3 separate regions of the Zea mays genome follow, and regions 2 and 3 are each linked to region 1. Evidence: chromatin contacts called from public Hi-C data. All regions are on one chromosome and are shown on one strand. Each heading gives the region's core, a stretch centred on a gene start, on an enhancer-like site or on the middle of the called end of the contact. The rest is flanking DNA. Distances are from core to core; before and after follow the strand shown. Region 1 holds the start of LOC100381416 (Trihelix transcription factor GT-2). Region 2 has its middle 35 kb from the start of LOC103626099. Region 3 has its middle 21 kb from the start of LOC103626101.

What was found. A called contact is a pair of places that touch in the nucleus more often than the background predicts.
Region 2: a contact with region 1 is called in a Hi-C map of leaf mesophyll, with 1.9 times the contacts expected there. The contact joins the enhancer-like site here to the promoter of LOC100381416 in region 1. A contact is called at or near these places in 6 of 25 Hi-C or Micro-C datasets (leaf, leaf mesophyll and tassel) and 1 of 3 datasets of contacts at active chromatin or transcription factors (seedling).
Region 3: a Hi-C map of bundle sheath shows a contact between it and region 1, with 3 times the contacts expected there. The contact joins the enhancer-like site here to the promoter of LOC100381416 in region 1. A contact is called at or near these places in 7 of 25 Hi-C or Micro-C datasets (bundle sheath, ear, endosperm and 2 more) and 1 of 3 datasets of contacts at active chromatin or transcription factors (leaf).

What each region holds. Positions count from the first base shown.
Region 1 is chr5:23,050,671-23,054,472 of Zm-B73-REFERENCE-NAM-5.0, forward strand. It overlaps LOC100381416 (Trihelix transcription factor GT-2), which reads left to right and starts at 2,200. Exons shown (of 4, transcript NM_001174257.1): 1 at 2,200-2,225; 2 at 2,308-2,774; 3 at 3,544-3,802. The coding sequence starts at 2,371.
Region 2 is chr5:22,973,892-22,977,583 of Zm-B73-REFERENCE-NAM-5.0, forward strand. No RefSeq gene overlaps it. Among protein-coding and RNA genes, the nearest start is that of LOC103626099, 35 kb to the left of the region's middle. Within about 2 kb of position 2,185, at least 15 of the 20 cell types and tissues checked have an H3K27ac peak or open chromatin away from gene starts, as enhancers often do. A contact at or near this core is called in leaf, leaf mesophyll, seedling and 1 more, where this site is marked.
Region 3 is chr5:23,133,539-23,137,206 of Zm-B73-REFERENCE-NAM-5.0, forward strand. No RefSeq gene overlaps it. Among protein-coding and RNA genes, the nearest start is that of LOC103626101, 21 kb to the right of the region's middle. Within about 2 kb of position 1,488, at least 18 of the 20 cell types and tissues checked have an H3K27ac peak or open chromatin away from gene starts, as enhancers often do. A contact at or near this core is called in bundle sheath, ear, endosperm and 2 more, where this site is marked.

The DNA.
Region 1 (3,802 bases), core at 950-3,449:
AAGTCGTTGAACATTTCGATTCAACACGCTCGGCAAAAGGTATTCTAGGTATTAAAGGTGTGATGCAAGAGATACTATTTTATAATAGAAAAAAATGATTTGTACAAGGCACAAACTTTCCCTATGTTGGTGCGTGGCCATAGCGGTGTCCCAATGCACCTTTAAGCCCCTCTGTTCTAAAAAAATTATTCCTACGTGAAATGTTAAAATGGCTAACACTTAACTTAGCCGGGGGTGTTATAATTGGAGTGCTTAACTTAGGGCCTGTTTGTTTACCCCCAGATTATATAATCTGGATTAAATAATCCTAAGAGGCAAACAAACAGTCCAGCTTATTTGTCCAGATTATATAATCTAACCCCTTGGATTATGATAATCCATAAGCAAGTGAGGAGGTGCTTATTTCAGATTATTTTTTTCCCACTTCCCCACTACCCTTTCAAGTTTCCTAGAAATTACCCACCATTGCCATTATAATCCACCGAATCGTTTTTGTGCTTAGTACTAGTTAATTTGGGGATGAAGAAGGTGACATGAATGCCTTCCGTGATAATATTGCTAATGCAATATTTGCCAATGTCAATTGAATTATTTTTTTTCATATATGAGTTTCAACCTAGTACAAATATAGAGGGCATTCTTGTCTTCCTCATACAAAAGAATCCTATTAACAACTCAAATAATCTGGGTAAACAAACAGGACTACTTAGATTATATAATCCAGATTATATAATCCAGATTATATAATCCTCCAAAAATAATCTAGATTATATAATCCATGGGGGATAAACAAACAGGCCCTTAATTAGTCGGCCAGATTTTTATGCCTAACAATCATTTAAAAGGCCACATGAACATTTATTAATTGGAAAGTGGGGGATTAACCTCAACATGCATGTCAATGCATGGCCATTTTTATACTGCCCTGCTCCACTTGGGCACGCATCTGAACCCCACCCTTTGCACATGACTCATGGGCCCAGTGAATGCCTTGGGCCCACAAGCCAGTGGCGTCTTCCCGCCGGTCGCTTTGGTTTGGTTGATTTGGGTGTGTGGGGATTGCGGGTCCGCGTTAATCGCCGCGCACGTTCTGCACCTCTTTCGCTCGCCTGTGGGGCCCACATTACAGCTGTTATAATGTGGCCTTGTCTGCCGCCTCATCCACTCAACTGCTTTTATTTCTGTCTCTCCGTATTTTGTTTTCTTTCTACTCTAACTAATTTTGTTTTGTATGTATTATTGTTAAGTTTTGTCTGTTATTTATCTCAAATATGGGTTTTCGTCTACAAATTAAACTTGGGTCCAGGTAATTTTTTTGTGCCCGTGGATTGCTCTATTTGCCACCAGAGAGCGGCTAGTTAGTATTTATATTATTAGAAACTATGTAAAAACTTTTATTTATTTATTTACCGCATGTTACGTATTGTTTCCATGCTGCATAAGGTAACACACATCCAAAATTTACTGTATTTTGAAGCCCAGGTAATTACCTTATGCATAACAAATGACTAGTACGATATTATGTAGCAAAATAACTAAGATAAACACAGGATCCAACATATTCCTTCATGGGGATTGAGTTTTGTAGAGGGTACTTGTACCCCCTCTCTCTTTCATTACAAGCCTCCTTCCATCTCTCTCACCCCTTTCTCACTCATCCCACAACAGTTTCCAGCACTCCCTCCCTTCCCTTTCTATCCTGCTTCACATGCTTCTCTCTCTACCATTTTTTGCCCACACTCCTCTCCCCTCTGTCATTTTGGTTTTACTAACAAGTTGTATTAGGCAGAGAGGTAAAGCCCCTCTGACAGCGCAGCATCTTGTTTGTTTTATCTCCCACATCATCCCACTCATCATCTTTCTGTACACCTCCATCTCTCTCCCCTGCCGCAGTACTCAACATTTCATCTTCTCTCTCCTTCACCCTACATCCCCCATCTTCTTCCTTTACCTTCATCACAGATATCATATTCTCTTCATCTTTCTCTCTCCCCCATCCTCCCTATTATTTATTGAAGGCTGCTTATTGATGGTATCTTATTTCTTTTCTCTCTCTTCTTCATCCTCATCTTCCTCCTGCTGAAAGAGTACATTTTTTTGCCAGCGTGCCTGTAGTACTACTAGTGCTTCATCCCCTTCTTCTCTGGCTACTTCCTCTTCTCCCTTTCTTTCCCTTTCCCCCCTCTCTAGCCTCCTTCCCTTCTCCACTCTTATCCCTCTCTGAGGTCCGTCTATCTCTCCTCTCTGCCTCCCATCTTTTTCACCTGCCCCTCATGTACTGATCGTTTCATGACCTCCATTTCCCAGTGGTAACACACCTGGCGACGTGCACGAGTGCGCGTGTGCGGGAGCAGTAGCTGTACTGTAAGCATGCAGCAGCAGCAGCACGGGGGAGGCGGCGGAGCAAGCGGTGGAGGCCCAGCGCAGCAGTTCTGCGCACAGCAGGTGGAGATGCCGCTGCCATTCTCGCCGGTCGGCGGCGCTGGGCAGCGGATCTCGCTGGCGGAGGCACCGTCGCCCATCAGCAGCCGGCCGCCGGCGCCGGCGCCGGCTCAGCAGTATGACGAGCTCGGCCCGTCCGGCGCCGGCGCAGTGGGCTTTGACGCCGAGGGCCTGGCCGCCGCCGCAGCTGGTGAGGATGGCGCCAGCGGCGGCTCGGCGGGCAACCGGTGGCCGCGGCAGGAGACGCTGGAGCTGCTCAAGATCCGGTCGGACATGGACACCGCCTTCCGGGACGCCACCCTCAAGGCCCCCCTCTGGGAGCAGGTCTCCAGGTACGTAACTAGCTACCTGAATTGCGGCATGAATCACTCGCCACGCCGTCGTCCCGGCGCGCCGCCGTAACGGAATTCTCGTCGGTGGAATGCCGCATGAAATCTCGACGGCCTTCGGGACCGGCCCCTGGCGCCGATTTGGCTAGCTTCTTAGCTAGCAGGCCCAGTTAATTAATTATTACTTACCCGGCTAAAGAACACTTCTTTTTACTTTTTCTTAACCATCCTTCACGAGAACAGTGACTTTTCCATTTTAAAATAGCTCGATATCGCTCTCTCCTTCGCTACTTTTCCGGGAAAAAAAATCAGCTCTAGTGTTTTACCAAGCTCTTCGTCTCTCCAATACAGTAGGTACGTAGCAGTAGAGTAGTAGACACGGACAGCAATATTCTTCAGATCCAATGGCATCAATCCCAAGCTTTATCTCTTTGGCCTCTGAATTTCTCGCAAAAAGATGGGAATTTTTATTCCCAGTTTCTTCCTCCCCTTCTGTTATGCATTCTTCTTGGGATGAGCGTTGTTTAGCTTACTAAAATGGTTGTATTTAATTGGTATTTAATTGTGTATATGAGTTTCTTTATCTTTTTCCATGGGTGCCCAAATCGAGTAAAATTCTACTACATGCATGCAACTTTAGTGTGAGGGCTACTACAGTTGTTGCTTGTACGGTTGAAATTTGTGGTGGTTGGTGGTGGCGATACGCCATTGATAAGGCAATTAAGGTTCTCGTTTTTGTTGCTAAATTGTTGATCGATGCGGTGGTTGGCAGGAAGCTGGCTGAGAAAGGGTACAACCGGAGCGCCAAGAAGTGCAAGGAGAAGTTCGAGAACGTGCACAAGTACTACAAGCGCACAAAGGAGAGCCGCGCCGGCCGGAACGACGGCAAGACGTACCGATTCTTCACGCAGCTGGAGGCCCTGCACGGCACCGGAGCGGCTCCCGCGTCGGTGGCGTCGCAGGTGGGCCCGGCAATCTCCGGCGGGGTGTCCGGGGCAGCCCGGCCGTCGTCGGCCGTGCGCGTGCCTGCC
Region 2 (3,692 bases), core at 935-3,434, 77 kb before region 1:
AGACTTTGGCTTTCTCAGAGCCAGTACATTGAAAAGGTTCTACACGAATTTCATATGTCACAAGAAAAACCCATTTGTATTCCATTACCTGCACATTTCAAGCTATCTACTTCAACCGGGCCGTTGGATGTAGAGGAGGAGATGTACATGTCCAAAGTTCCTTATGCTTGTGCTGTTGGAAATTTGATGTATGCTATGGTCTGCACACGTCCTGATATTGCATATGCAGTTAGTGTCGTGAGCCGTTTTATGTCAAAGCCAGACAAAGAACATTGGAAGGTTATGCAGTGGATTCTCCATTATCTCAGAGGCACAAACACATATGGTTGGATATTTGATCAAAGGGCAGTCAATCCGGGACAGGTTGTTGGTTATTCTGATTCTAACTTTGCTAGGGATCTTGATTATAGGTGTTCCATCACTGGTTATGTGTTTCAGCTTTGTGGGTCGCGCATCAGTTGGAAGGCAACATTGAAGCATACGGTTGCCTTATCTACCATAGAAGTTGAGTTTATGTCTTTGACTGAGGCAGTGGAGGAAGCTATTTGGTTGCATGGTTTTCTTGGTGATTTGGTCATTGAGCTAATTGTTGCACATATATTGTTGTTGTAGACAATGTGTGGTTGCTTGATTTGAAGCTTAGATGCTTTATTTGGTTCATGCCCACAAGATATGTTCGGTGAAATACCTGTGACAGCTTAGCTTGCTGCTGTTTGGTGCCGGCTTCCGCTGCGCGCGAACCCTCACACGCTCCAATCCCGTCCATATACAATGCAACCTGTGGAAACTATAAACTAATGCACTGCTCTTTACCTTTCCCATTGTGAAACAACAAATGTATTATACAAACCTATGTCCGTATATATTGAATCTAATTAAATATATGTTTTCCTTCAACCATGTACTTTTCGTTCAATGTCAGACGACGAGTGACTGACTGCCTGGCCTTTTCGTTCGTTTCAGCAGTCATGCGGGGTGTGTGTTTCAGAAATCGATCAGTCAGAACCGTATCGTTTCCAGTGGAGTACGTCGCATCACAGTCAGTTCAGAACCGTGTAACTGCTTTCAGATCAGCTGCGTCATCTATCGGTTGCATGCATGAGGCCGTAGAATCTCTACAGTTTTACAGATGGTGGGTACTTGGGTGCCGCTGGTTGTATCCATCCATGCAGTAATTAATAATTGGGATGCGCAGGTATTCATGGCTTGGTGTTGTTGCAACCGTAAAAAGCTTTGGCTGAACTGAACTGAACTGAACCACCAGTGACAAGAGGGTCGCAAAAGCATGCAGGTGCAGGTGGAGGAGGCGATGGCAATGGGTACCCGCTACCCGAAACCCGGTGGGTTTTTGCTCTATTAGGGTATCGGTTTGGGTCAATTTCTATACCCATGGGTTTGTTAATGGGTTCAAATGGAAACCCAACGGGTATGTGGGCATGGGTTTGTTCTTCCACTACCCATACCCGTAAACCCATGGGTTTTTAAAACCCGCCTTAAAATCAACATTCCTTATAAATATGTCTCATAATATTATTAATTGAATATGTTCTAATTGAAATAAACTTCATGTAACAAATTTTAGCCTAAATTAGTTATCACTTGTTCTTTTTATGCTAGCTTATTAATGTATTGATTGTCATTTACATGATGATTTATTTTTTATGTTGATGTTAGTGGGTATGGGAAACCCGTTGGGTACCCGAAACCCGCATGGGTATGGGTTTGGGCAAATTTTTATACCCGTCATGGGTATGAGTTTCTTAGCGGGCGTATTTTTTCTTCGCGGGTACGGATTTGGGCAAGTAATACCCAGCGGGTTTTTACCCATTGCCATCTCTAATTCCGCTGGGGGCCTCGTGTCTTCATCTTACGGCCGGGAAAACGCCACTATTTTCCCACAGTTTAGACCCTGTTCGATTTTTCCGGATTAGAACCCCGGATTAATTTCTAGCCGGATTACTTCTCTAATTTATATAGATTTTGATGAGCTGAAATGAATCCTGGCTCATTCCGGTACAACCGAACATGCCCTTAGTCGGCCGCTGGCCGCTGCGTCCACGACCGGCGGCCTCTCGATAGCTACCTGTAGAGGGAGAATGAGATGGATGTGGAGAATTCGGCTTTGCATGATGCGTGAGACCGCGTACGTACGTGATGGCAGCTGGCGCAACCTCAGTGGCTGGTCAATCCGCTCAGTTGCTAGCCGCTGTTGCCGTGAAGGTGGCCAACAGTGACGCCACCAGCATGCTGCTGACAGCGAGATCGATGCTTTCGCGTCAGCTAGCAGCTTACCTCTCTCGCATGCATGCTCCTAAGGAAGACATCGTTTGTAAAACACGACGGCTAATACAAATACACGTACGTATACGTATAGCTAGTCCACCATATATATATAATATACGTGTGCGAAAACTGACTTGCGCGCTTAGGCTAGCTCCAGTAAAGGACCCTAAAGAGTTCTGTACCCTAAATATAGAGTATCAAATGGTCTTCTACGCTCTCCAACAGCGTCCTCTAAACGGTCCTCTAAATTTAGAGGACGCTGCTGGATTCTCTATATGTAGAGTTTCTAGCTCTAAACGGTCCTTTATCCAATTGAATACTTTAAATAACCGGTTTAGCAAAACTAAAATATGTACAATACATTTAAAAGTATGACAAATACGTATGTACAAAAAATAAAAATAAAAAATGTCTATAATATAGATATTTGAGTATAGAGGACGTGATTTAGAGGACGTTGTTGGAGAGCAAGAAGATATAGATGATGGAATCTTTTAGAGGAGACTGTAAATGACGAATATAGAGAATGAATATAGAGAACGTTGCTAGAGACAGCCTTAGTTTCCAACTATTAAGATCTAGGAAAAGGAAACTGCATATACTCACAAAGCTTCTAGCTAGTCCTCGCATTTCATACTACTGAAGCACCCAGACCACACACTAGATCTCGGCAAACCGGAGCAAGGCAATTCAGATTTATGCGCCGCGCGCACTCCAGTATCAAACATGCATGGGAAAAACATCATCAGGCATCCTTTTTCTGGAGAACGCGCGCGCAACATCTTACCAATGCAAATTGGAAGCTGACAAGAACCACGTCAAATCGAAACGACCATGGGAACTGTGGTCAGCTAGCGCGTGCAAACGTCGTGGAAAAAACCGAACAAACAACCGTGATAATAAGGCTAGGTTTCTGTCTGCACGCACGCACGCGACGCGAAACCGTGCTCTTCTTCTTCCCCGACCGCACGATCGATCCCGTCCACATTTCCACAGCAGCCAGCCACCAGCTGCCATGCATACATGGTAATTAAAAGAAGACCAACTCTTCCTGGCCTTCCTACGTGTAAGGCAAGGCCTTGTTTGTCGCCATTAGCAGTGGCAGCGTTCACTGTCAGTCACCCGCCGCTAGGACGAACAGTAGTGCAATTTGACTCCAAATGCACGAGCCGTCGTCCTGGTAAAACTAGTCAGTGCGGTAGTAACTGCGTTAGTTACAGCGTCGTCGACGCTAATGATGCCCGGCGCGGCCGTACGTACGATCGGTCGGCCGATCGCCGCCGGTCAAACTGGTGAGTTACTGGCCCGCGGGACTAGCAAGCAAATACTACTAGCAGTACCAGCAGGACACAACGTTTATACCGTCACCAGCGGTCTACTCATGGTTTATTAAAAACAATATTTTATAT
Region 3 (3,668 bases), core at 238-2,737, 82 kb after region 1:
CAAGTACTATATAATCTAATACCCTTAACACTGACATGCATGCACGCGTACATATCAGCATATGCATGTCGGCGCGAAGCTAAGGAGTAGGGGTACTAGTGAATAGTGATGGCATCAAGAACGCATCATGCGTCCTAGGGTGACAAACTGGCCGGTAAAGAGGAAAAGAGCATCGTCCCTTGGGCAAGAAAAGGTGACGCTAAAATGATTGGGTCGCGACGCAAACGCAAATGATAAGCATGTGGGGCGGTAAGTGTGCCAGGCTGAATTTCTTTAATGGCTTGCGCTCCGCCGCCCGACAGCGACACCATGATGTGACAGTTTCTTTTGATCTGCTACAATATAAATATATTAATTTGTATGTACATATATGTGTTAACTCTTAACACTGCACTGACACACGGCATATATATAAAGATGTATACATATATATATAATAATAAACCCCGGAAAAGTTGCGGCTTTTCCACCGCAGCCCAGCACGGGCATAGAAAGAAGAGAGCTCCCTCCCGGTACCGGGCGCGGGAGCTATGCCTATGCGTGTCGTGTTCTGTGGTGTCAGCGTCACACAACAACACAGATTACTTGTGCGTGCGTGCATGGCAGCATCTAGACGCACCGGCCAGTAATTTTACGAAGGCAGATTCTAACAGCAATCAGTAGCAATTTCGACTATTCATGAGACCATACCACGTCATTAACTAAAAACGGCACGTTTTTTACACACCCTGACGGCGCTAGATCTAATTGGTTAAAAAATTAATAGTGAAATTAACTAGCTAACAAATATATAGTTAACTATTACCTAATTTATTAAAAATAGATAATTATTAAACTATTATCTAGGATATTTGGATATCTTCATCTAGTTTTAACCACTAACTATCAGATCTAATGCATTCAAACACTCCATGCCAGTGAGCCACGGTAACAATGATGGTCCAGATAAACACGTATGGTCCCACCCGTGTTGCTGGAGACCATCTAAACATATACTACATAAATATTTGTCGTCCACTAGTTTATTTTTTAAACTAAACCACGACAAATAAAAAATTCTTTCTTTCGTGGCTTTGTTCTCTTCAAGCTTGCGAGTAACATATGAAGCAGAGCCATTCAAGATTGCGAGATGGAACAGCAAATCTAGCAGAAGCTTGTGGCTTGTGCCGCTGGACCACACGCCAGGGTTAAGCCAGAAGGCTCGCGCGCGTACCTCCGATACCGAATCACATGCCGAGACGTGACTCCTAAGTCCTAAGCCCGCCGAATAATTAGAGCTTGCCGCTGAAGGAACTGATGAATAGCTTCCCAGCAACTCAGAGCCTCCCTGTCCCATCATCCTCCTCTTTCACCCAAGAGCGAAGTTAATCACAGATAAATCTGGAAGCTTCTTTCTTGGGAGGAAAGAGACAGCACTGCCCTGGCTCTGCGCTGTGTGCCTGGGAGGACCATCCCAGCTGCTAGCTGCAGCAAACCTCCAAGGTTGTTCTTGTCCAGGCCGGGTCGGGACCCGTCATTGGCTCGACGTGGTATCCTTTTTCCTTTGCCCACTGTTGGTCCCTCCACAATTCCTGCCCTTGTGCGGTTGTACAAAAGCTGTATGGTGCGCAACACTGGCCTTTTGAAGCAGCAACTGTCCAGCAAGTGAAGGCTTAGGACCGGCTGCTGAAAACAATGCTCCAACGCCCACCACGACTCTGCTGAAAACAATTCACCAAGCTCAAAAATTGGCTTCGGTCTCCAAGTGATTGCTGTCTTGGACACCTCTGAAGTTTCAGACTCACAGAATTTGGTCGTACCAAAAAATGAGGATATCCTGTCCTGCCCGTGTGACCACCAGAGCAGAGCTGTGAGTTTCCTTCTGGCCAGATTAAAGTGCTATTCCTCAGTGTTATCATGGTCTTACCGCAAAGATTCCCCGTGGTTTCACAAAAGGTACCGTCACCTAAAGCACACACTTGAGTAGTAACAGCCGCAGGGCATTACAACTCTTCCAGATATCCATTTAAGCAATCAGTAACAGCCGCTGGCGACATGTACAGTTCCTCCCTTGCATCTCCAAGCTGAGTTCAATAGGGTAACAATAACAATAATAGAATGGCAAGCTGTCCGAATATTCGAACCTCGAAGCTGAGTGCAAGGTAGCTTTCACTGTGCCACGACCACGACGATGACTGCCAATCAGAACATGATCTGCAAAAAGGGAGGAAATTGTAAAACTTCCATTTCCTTCGTTTGCTAATATAGGCAGGAAAAAGGGGTTGGAGATGGAAGCCGGAATTATGAGTTGTTGCAGTTATTCACTTGCCAGAGCGGTCCAGCCAACAGTGAAAGCTATACACAGATACGCACTAGCAACATGGAGAGACATGGCTCCCATGTTATCCCGTGCAACCCCTGTTCCCCGCTTGTGTCCCTCTCGTTGCACATGGCCTTGTAACCAACCATTCCACCCCCTCCTAGAGCTAAGATTATCACCACCTTCCTTCCTCCGTTCGTCTGTACCCTGTACTTCTGTACTCAAACAGTGCTTTACTTTAAGTAATGGTAAGGTGTGGCGGTATCTCTACTACGGTAAAAGAAATTAGCGAGGGCATCCGGCTTACATGGATTATTGCTTGCGCTAACTGGCCTTGTTACGAACAGGAACTCACTACAGATTACAGAACATGAAAGTTCAAAGCAAAACTACGCGTGCCAAAGAACTGCAATTAGTGAATCTTTGGTCAGCATCCTGTACCACGTGTATGTAGGACTTGAGTTCAGTAATTCCAGGGATGATGTTGAAGATAGATATTCCATATTGGTAGAGTCCCGGTCCCTTTAGAAAGCAACAGGTTTTATCATTTTAACTTTGATGCCTATCTACACCATCTTTCACTAGCTACCAGGTATCAGGCTAGGCTAGTCATGGTCATCATCAATGTGCCATCCTATCATTTAGTAAGTGTTACGGTTAAAATACATTTGGACGTGATTGATTAGCTAATTCCAGGGTTGGCCTTAGAGCTCAAAAGGGAATTGAACACCACAGTAGGAACTGTGTGATGAATCTTGATGCCCTAGAAATATAGCAACCTACTGTTTGCTGATGGGAACAATGAGCATACAGATTCTAGCAACTTTCCAGCCATACGAGTGGGTTGGCCTTTGAGGGGTCACTTTCACAAGCCATACTTACAGTTGCACTACTTTGGTGGTGCTAATTTAAAGTTGAAGCTAGATAACAAACGACTGTAGGGCTTACATATATATATATATATACATTAAATAAAACCTTTTGATGATTACTGCATAACACAAAATAGGAAGATCCCCACCAAGTTGCCCCTAACGGATTGATGTAGCATAGTTCTGATATGAATGAGTCAAACAAATTCTCAAGCGGCAGATGCCAGTCTTAAGATTTTTCACCTGAAATAAACATGTGGATGAAACCATTGAAGTATAAGCTCTTTTCCTTAGAACAGCATGTCATATGAAATACGAATGAAGCATAGTAAACACGCTGTCGTGTCGAATAGAATAATTGCATCTGATCATTATTATCTGGCTTGGCTCTTTACAGGTCAGGTGTTCGTAAATTTTTGTACCAGATGCTTGGCATTCAGATACAGAATACTGGAAGCAGTGAGCAACGTTAAATGTATAATTGGTTCTAATGAAAT